Linked DNA regions of Mus musculus: region 1 is linked to region 2. The links are chromatin contacts, called in public promoter capture Hi-C maps. All regions are on one chromosome and are shown on one strand. The core of a region is the stretch at or near the end of the contact, and the rest is flanking DNA. Distances in the headings are between cores, read along the strand shown.

The links. Capture Hi-C pulls out chosen DNA fragments and counts their contacts.
Region 1: a contact with region 2 is called in a promoter capture Hi-C map of pancreatic islet. The contact joins the promoter of Spp2 here to the promoter of Ugt1a5 in region 2. A contact is called at or near these places in 7 of 39 promoter capture datasets (the 3T3-L1 cell line, embryonic stem cells, hippocampal neurons and 3 more) and 2 of 9 other capture datasets (embryonic stem cells and pancreatic islet).

What each region holds. Positions count from the first base shown.
Region 1 is chr1:88,405,515-88,409,300 of GRCm38.p6, forward strand. It overlaps Spp2 (secreted phosphoprotein 2), which reads left to right and starts at 1,496. Exons shown (of 8, transcript NM_029269.3): 1 at 1,496-1,702; 2 at 1,803-1,927. The coding sequence starts at 1,636.
Region 2 is chr1:88,164,705-88,168,302 of GRCm38.p6, forward strand. Ugt1a5 (UDP glucuronosyltransferase 1 family, polypeptide A5) reads left to right here and starts at 1,308. Exons shown (of 5, transcript NM_201643.2): 1 at 1,308-2,199. The coding sequence starts at 1,348. All of the region lies in intron 1 of Ugt1a10 (UDP glycosyltransferase 1 family, polypeptide A10), which reads left to right. The region is part of intron 1 of Ugt1a9 (UDP glucuronosyltransferase 1 family, polypeptide A9); the gene reads left to right. The region is part of intron 1 of Ugt1a8 (UDP glucuronosyltransferase 1 family, polypeptide A8); the gene reads left to right. It also overlaps Ugt1a7c, Ugt1a6b and Ugt1a6a.

The DNA of each region.
Region 1 (3,786 bases), core at 246-2,745, 240 kb after region 2:
GCTATCTGGGGTCTTTGCATGATGCCTATTCTGATGGCACCACTGACGTTTCCAGAACCCAGAAATACTGAGATGAGGACAGAAAGCAGACTCTTAGTGACGGAGCTCAGTTTAGCAATCGTGATGCTATAAGAAATCAGAAGGCAGCTGTGAAGTTCGTGGTTTAGGGATCAGTTGAAGATTCCATTTTTACATTTGTTCTAAATTTAGTGATCCCACCCCAGTGCAAATAATATGATGGGGAGGATGAGAAAGAGGAAATGACCTTGGAAAGTAATGCATCTTCATTTACGATGCAGCCATAGCCCATCGGTTCTTGCTCAGTGTGTTCCCAGGTACTCCTGTTAAATGGTCTGTGATGTACTTTATATAAATTTCCAGGGACTGTGTGCAGGGCTATACAATGCTTCACTTACTGCCACCCAATTTTGAATACTTTGACCGAGTATTTGGGGGCTGGAATAGCAGAAAATCACTGGGATGATGGAGGCACACATTTCTGCAAACCGGAGGAAGAACAAGAAATCACCATAGCATGAGCGTGACTGGATGGCTTATATTTAATCTTCTGGGTTTACAAGACATGATGGAATTCTGCAGGGGCATTTTAAAAGTCATTGCTTTCTAGCTTCCATCAGAGCCCACCCTGCACGCCTGGTGCTAACACTTAATTATAGCCAAGAGAATCTGAGAAATGCAGTGGTCCCCCCCTCCCTCACCCCAGCAAACGTCAAGCAAAATCAATAGCTCAGTGCTGGCAACAGGATGCTGTTGTTCCCTTCATCTCCTCCGCTCATCTGCAATTGCTTTTATTACTGCAGTTCATTTAATGAGTCCAGAGCGTTTGGAGCCAGATGGTGACATTAGTTCAATCTGGAAGACTCTAATGGAATTGAGTTCAAACCAGGTTAAAAGTAACGGAATTACAAATTCCAGTGGTCATTGTCTTGTGGTATTACGCTCTGGGTACTTGTTATACACCAGAAGTTAGCGCCAGCTTCAAATGAAAGACCTGAAAGACAGTTGAGTGAGACCTGGTGCACTCATACACTCACTCATCCGCTGCATGCTTCATTACTCTCCCTATCACAAACACGGCCATTGTGGTTTCTGAACCATGGCCTCTGTAGTGGAGGTGGCAGGCAGAGCTAAGCCAACAGGAAAATCACTCCGCGTGAGTGCAGTCTCTAGGAAGGGAGGACTCTGGCATTGAGAGGTGGAGGGTGAAGGATTTTGAGGACCTGGGAAAGGACTAGATGCACAAGCTTTAAAGTCACCGTTTTGTTGAGTCCACAATTATGTCCCCTCCCCCAAAGAACAAAATGCAAAGAGAGAAGATAAACATTATACAGGGAGACCCAAGCCTCTCTGAATGTCTCCTGCTGTGGGATAAAGTCCCTCGGAGAGGTCCAAACTTCAAAAGTGGCCTCAGTCTGGAATTTTTCCACAGGAAAAGTCAGCAGTAAATATTGACACCGGAATCAATCATCTCTACTGAGGTTCCAGATTGCTCCAGCCAGCCAGGGCAGCTAGGTCACAGGTGACAAGAATAAGACAGCCACCCTCTGAAAGAGCTGTCATCCAGAAGCCTGGAGAGAGGCCGTCTCCCTGACTCTGGGTCGCCATCCTCTCAGTATGGAGCAGGCAATGCTGAAGACGCTGGCTTTGTTGGTGCTGGGCATGCACTACTGGTGTGCCACAGGTAAAGGACACATGCCACCGCTGGCCACCTGCCCTAGGTGATCACAGCCCTCTCGGTGCCTCATCTCTCTCTCACTGTGGCCTGTGTGTTTGCTGTCTAGGTTTCCCGGTGTACGACTACGACCCTTCCTCTCTGCAGGAAGCTCTCAGTGCCTCAGTGGCAAAGGTGAACTCGCAGTCCCTGAGTCCTTACCTGTTTCGGGCGACCCGGAGCTCCTTGAAGAGAGTAAGTGAATGGAGATACCTCCCTGAGCCATTTTTTTACCACCCCCGCCCCCGTCTTGACTTCACCTACTTTGTTGAGTAGATTATTCTTCTGTTTACAATGATCACAGTCTGTCCTCTTCCATGCTGACTTTTTGGACTGAGAAGAGATTTAATTACATTTTGTTGTTGTTGTTGTCCCGAGGCTGTCAAAGCTTCCTGGGACATCTGATTCTTCCCTCTGTGTTTTCCCTCTGACCTCGGCTTTTCTCTGTGTGTGTCCTGGTTTGGGGTGAAGATCCCAGAAGTCCTTGTGATGCTGTTTGATTGGGAGGTGCTGCCTAATGAGAAAGAGACTCTCTCCCCACTCAGCATTGGGCTACCAGTGTTTATAGGAAAGAAACGCTGGCTTCTGAGTCCATGAAACCCACCCACTCTGGTGGACTTGATAGTGCTGTTTCCCGATCACCTAGAGAACTTGGGAAAGAGACATTATCTCGGGCTTGCTGTGACTCACTGTGGCCAAAGTGAGGGGGAAGCAGAACAGGATCATAGAGAGGCCTTTCTCCTTCCTGCTCCCTGAGGAGTCTCTCTGTCTTCTTATAGGCTTAACTGGGCTAACAGGGAGGTAGGGACAGACATGAAGAAGAAATAGGACTGACAAGCTCATGGAGACATGAGTAGAGCCTTGTGGTCAGCAGCCACTACCTCCACACAGAGGCCACATGGCCGCTCCTACTGGCTGCTCCCTTTTCCACCCTATTCTAGGCTACCACCTCTTACTTACACTCAGCTACTCCTCTCATACTCAGCTGCTCCTCTCACACTCAGCTGCTCCTCTGCTCCTCAACAGCATACACACTTCATTCTCCCAGCTCAACTGCATGTAAAACATGTCCCTTTGGTCCCCTTTTGCAGACACTGGTTCCAAGTTTTCTTTCTCCCAAATGCAAAGCAAATTTCATTGCTTTGGTTGCCTTTTCTAGCTGGATAACTGGGTTGTGAAGGTGTAGACTGAGCTAGAGTGAGCTGCCAGCCCCACCCAGCACCTGACTGTCAGGGTTCACACTGAGCACGCTGGTGGGGAGGCACTTAGAGGCAGGTGTAGGCAGCTGCTAGCCAAAGGTCAAGCTGCTTCTAGAAGAAAGCCTCATCAGAATGACGCTGCCTCTCCCTCCCACCCTGCTCATGCCAGCACCTAGGCCACATTCCGTTGGCACCGAATGCAATCTTCTTAGAATGTTGTAGAACCCATAGCTCCTTGCCAAACTTGCAGATCTATAGTTTACATCATTTTTAATTTAGCCATTGCTCACTACAGAACGAAACAGTTCATTGAATAGGAGCACAAGGACAGATTCAGAGAGAAGTAACCTGGGACACTGTGGACAGGTAACCAGTGAGCCACGGCCGACACAACATAATCTGACATGTGGCCATCTTGGTATAGTCATATGGGCCTGATCCCGGGCACCTAAAGATTAGCCACTCACAGATGTGATCCTAGCAGATGCTTAGTGTGGCACTTAGCTGTCTCTGTGTTGCCCACCCCATGCCTGCCTGTTCCTGAGCCACTTTTGCTCTTCCCCATCATTTGAGTCCCCATGGTCTTTCCTTGAGCTCTGCATTCCACAATGTCACAGGAAACAACTGCAAAGTTACGGAACAGAGATGGCCTTTACGCTACATCCCGCTATTCTGTTTCTCCTCTGTGTGAGACAGACCCCCTCACTAGTTGGGATGGCCTTTTGTCTCTGCAACCCCTTACAGCCCCACCAGGGAACAAAGATACTGACAGAAGGAACAGCAAGGCAGTAAAGTGTGGTGGGCTTCTTTTTGGCCACTTGCGGTCAAATGAGAGGAGAGATGATTAGCATAAAG
Region 2 (3,598 bases), core at 58-2,557:
ATGACTACAGCTTAGTGATTTTTGGGTTGTTGTTGTTCTAGTTTCCTGTCTGTTGCCGTGATAAAGTACGCTGACCAGAAGCAGTTTAGAGAAGGGAAGGATTTCTTTGGCTTACTCTTGCAGGTTGCAGACTTGAGTGGAGTCAGGACAAGAACTCAAGCAGGAAGGGCCAGGCAGACCCCCTGTGAAGAAGCTGCTTGCTGCCTCACTCAGGCTCAGGCTGAAGTAGTTTTCTCACATAGCTGAGGCCACCTGCCCAGAGAGCAGTGTGTTCACAGTGAGCCCAGCACCCACCCCCACAGCAACTGAGCATCAAGAACATCTCCCATAAGCAAGCCCATAGACCAGTCTGCCCTAAGTGATCCCTCAGTGGAGAGACTCCTTTGTCAGGTGAATTTAGGTTGTGTCCTGTCTGTAGTTTAAAACTACCAACTAGGCTGGGTGTGGTGGCACACGCCTTTAATTCCAGCACTTGGGAGGCAGAGGCAGGCAGATTTCTAAGTTCAAGGCCAGCCTGGTCTACAGAGTGAGGTCCAGGACAGCCAGGGCTACACAGAGAAACCCTGTCGTGAAACAACAACAACAACAACAACAACAAAAAACCCAAAACTACCAACTAGTTAAATGTATGTATAATATTTTTATGTTCATATTGGTCGACAGTCATGACAATTCCTGCTCATTCCCAAAGATATCTCTTAACCCTAACCCTGGACAGCCTTTACCCCACAACAATTCCTATTCATTCCAAATGACATCCCATAACCCATAATCCCATCCCATAATGCTGGACAACCTTTACCCTGCCATCTCCATGGACTTGCCCATCCTGGAAGTTTAAAATAGAATTAGAGATCTTTTGTGCCAAGCTGACTCAGCAATGTTTTTTATCTGAAAATATAGTGAGTGCTCCTTGTGGATGTGGAGGGAGACTTTAGAGAGTTAACCAATAGGGTGACAGTCTGAAATATTGCAATGTAAATCCAAATACCAGGCAATGCTCAAAGCTCAGGCCAGCCTGTTAGAATGTGGTTAGCAGAGAATGAGGCCATGGAATGAAATGGGTGTGCACAGCCATAGTTTTTTAAATGGAGGAGAGCTAAATATCAACTCTGATATCTTCTAAAGAGAGAGTTCTGCCAGTTTTCTAGGAGAGAAACAAGATCAGGAATATGTTGGCTGAAATCAGGATTGATCGGGCACCAAGGGCAGATTTATCCTTTAATAATTAATGTCTGGGAGCTGGGGCCACCCAGTGGCGTGACAAGGTTGGATACGAAATTAGAGGAGTAAGAGTCATACCCTGCTGAGGAAACCTGACTCTTCTGCGCATCCACTGAAGTGACTATGGGACTCCGCATGCCCCTACAAGGATTAGTGGGGCTGCTCCTGCTGTGTGCCCTGCCTTGGACTGAAGGTGAGAAGGTGCTAGTGTTTCCTGTGGGGGGAAGCCACTGGCTGAGCATGAGGGATGTTGTGAGAGAGCTCCACGCCCAAGGTCACCAGACTGTGGTCCTGGCTCCAGAGGTGAACATGCGCATCAAAGAAGAGGACTTTTTCACTTTCAAAGTCTATGCCGTTCCCTATACAAGACAAGAATTGGAAGAAATGATGGAAAACCTTAAAGTGTTTTTTGACACAGGAAACTATATGAAGAAAATCTTTAAAACATCTGAGGCTTTGAGAAACATGTCAACCGTTCTCTTAAAGACTTGTACAAATATATTGCACAACGAGTCCCTGCTCCACCACCTGAATTCCAGCTCCTTTGATGTAGTCTTTACAGATCCCGTGTTTCCCTGTGGGGCATTGTTGGCCAAGTACTTAGGTATTCCTGCTGTGTTCTTTCTACGATACATCCCCTGTGGCATAGAATATGAGGCCACACAGTGTCCAAGCCCTTCCTCTTATATTCCGAACCTATTCACAAGGCTTTCCGACCACATGGACTTCCTGCAAAGGGTCCAGAACATGCTGTACCATCTGGTCTTGAAGTACATTTGCCATTTATTGATCACTCCCTATGAAAGCCTGGCCTCTGAGCTTTTTCAGAGAGAAGTGTCCTCAGTGGAGCTTTTCAGCTATGCATCCGTGTGGCTGTTCCGAGGGGACTTTGTACTCGACTACCCCAGGCCCATCATGCCTAACATGGTCTTCATTGGGGGCATAAACTGTGTTACCAAGAAGCCCCTCTCTCAGGTCTGTATTTTTAAGCAATCAGTATTCTATGCAGAATATATTTTCTAATACTAACTTTCCTTCTGGTCTTTAAAAGGATTCTTCCCCTTTTTCTCATATCTTCATAACATAAACTATTTTATTTGGGTCTTTTTGTTTTTATTTTATGTGTATGGTTTTTTGCCTGTATGCCATGTATATTTGTGCACCACATGCATACAGTGACCATGGAGGCCAGAAGAAAACATTGAATCCCCTAGAACTAGAATTACAAATGGCGGTGAGCCATCATGTGTGTCCTTGGAACTCAGTTCCCCTGGAAGAGCAGCCACCTCTCCAGCCTCAGATTCTTCTATTTTTCTTTGGCCATTGGTAGGACTGGTGGCTGTGGTGAGGGTCTGTAATGGACTGAAGTGGGGGGAGGGCTCTACTGAGTCTATCCATGTGGCAGTTTATTATTTTCCTGAGAGTGAGATTTCCAAACTGGGGCAGGAACAGAGATAATGAGCTGCTGACCTATTACGATGAGTTCAACGTAAGTATTTCTAGGTGAGGACAAAGGAACTTCAAATTGCCATTGTTAGTTCTATGGGCATTTCTACCATTTCCTAGTGTCCCCTTCAATATCTTTCTTCAGTGTTAAACAAAACAAAACAACTTCATTGTAGAGTTCTTTTCTGGCCATGGTGAACTTTAGTCTAAAGTATTTATTTTTTGAGGCAATTGTTACTGGGGTTGTGTTCTAGATTACTTTCACAATGTGTCAGCCATTGGTGATTAGGAAGACAACTGCTAATTTCATATTCTACCACTTTGAAGAAAGTGTTTCTCAGCTCTAGGATTTTCAGGTGGAGTCTTTTTTTTTTTCAATTTAAAATCCTTTATTACATTTGTTTGTGTGTATGTGTGTCATAGTAAAACTTGGGTCCTTGGCTTGAACTCAGGTCAGCAGGCTTGGTGGCAAGCTCAGGTGGAGTCTTTATGGTCACTTTTGTGTGCTGCTGTGTCATATGCAAATATCCAAATGAGGATGCTTGGATGCCTTTTTTTTAAATGATTTATTTATTTATTATGTGTAAGTACACTGTAGCTGTCTTCAGGCACCCCAGAAGAGGGCATCAGATCTCATTATGGATGGCATGTGGTTGCTGGGATTTGAACTCAGGACCTTTGGAAGAACAGTCAGTGCTCTTAACCGCTGAGCTATCTCTCCAGCCTGGATGCCTTTTTTTGTTTGTTTGTTTTTCTTTTTGTTTCCTGCTATTTCTCTTCTTTTGTTTTGTTCTAACAAGAACCCTGGTACTAGATTCGTTGAGTGGACAGAATGGACACCTTGATTTTAGTAGAGGTGCTTTGAATTTCTTCCCATTTCCTAAATGTCGGCTACAGTTCTGATTTTATTTATTTACATAGATTTATT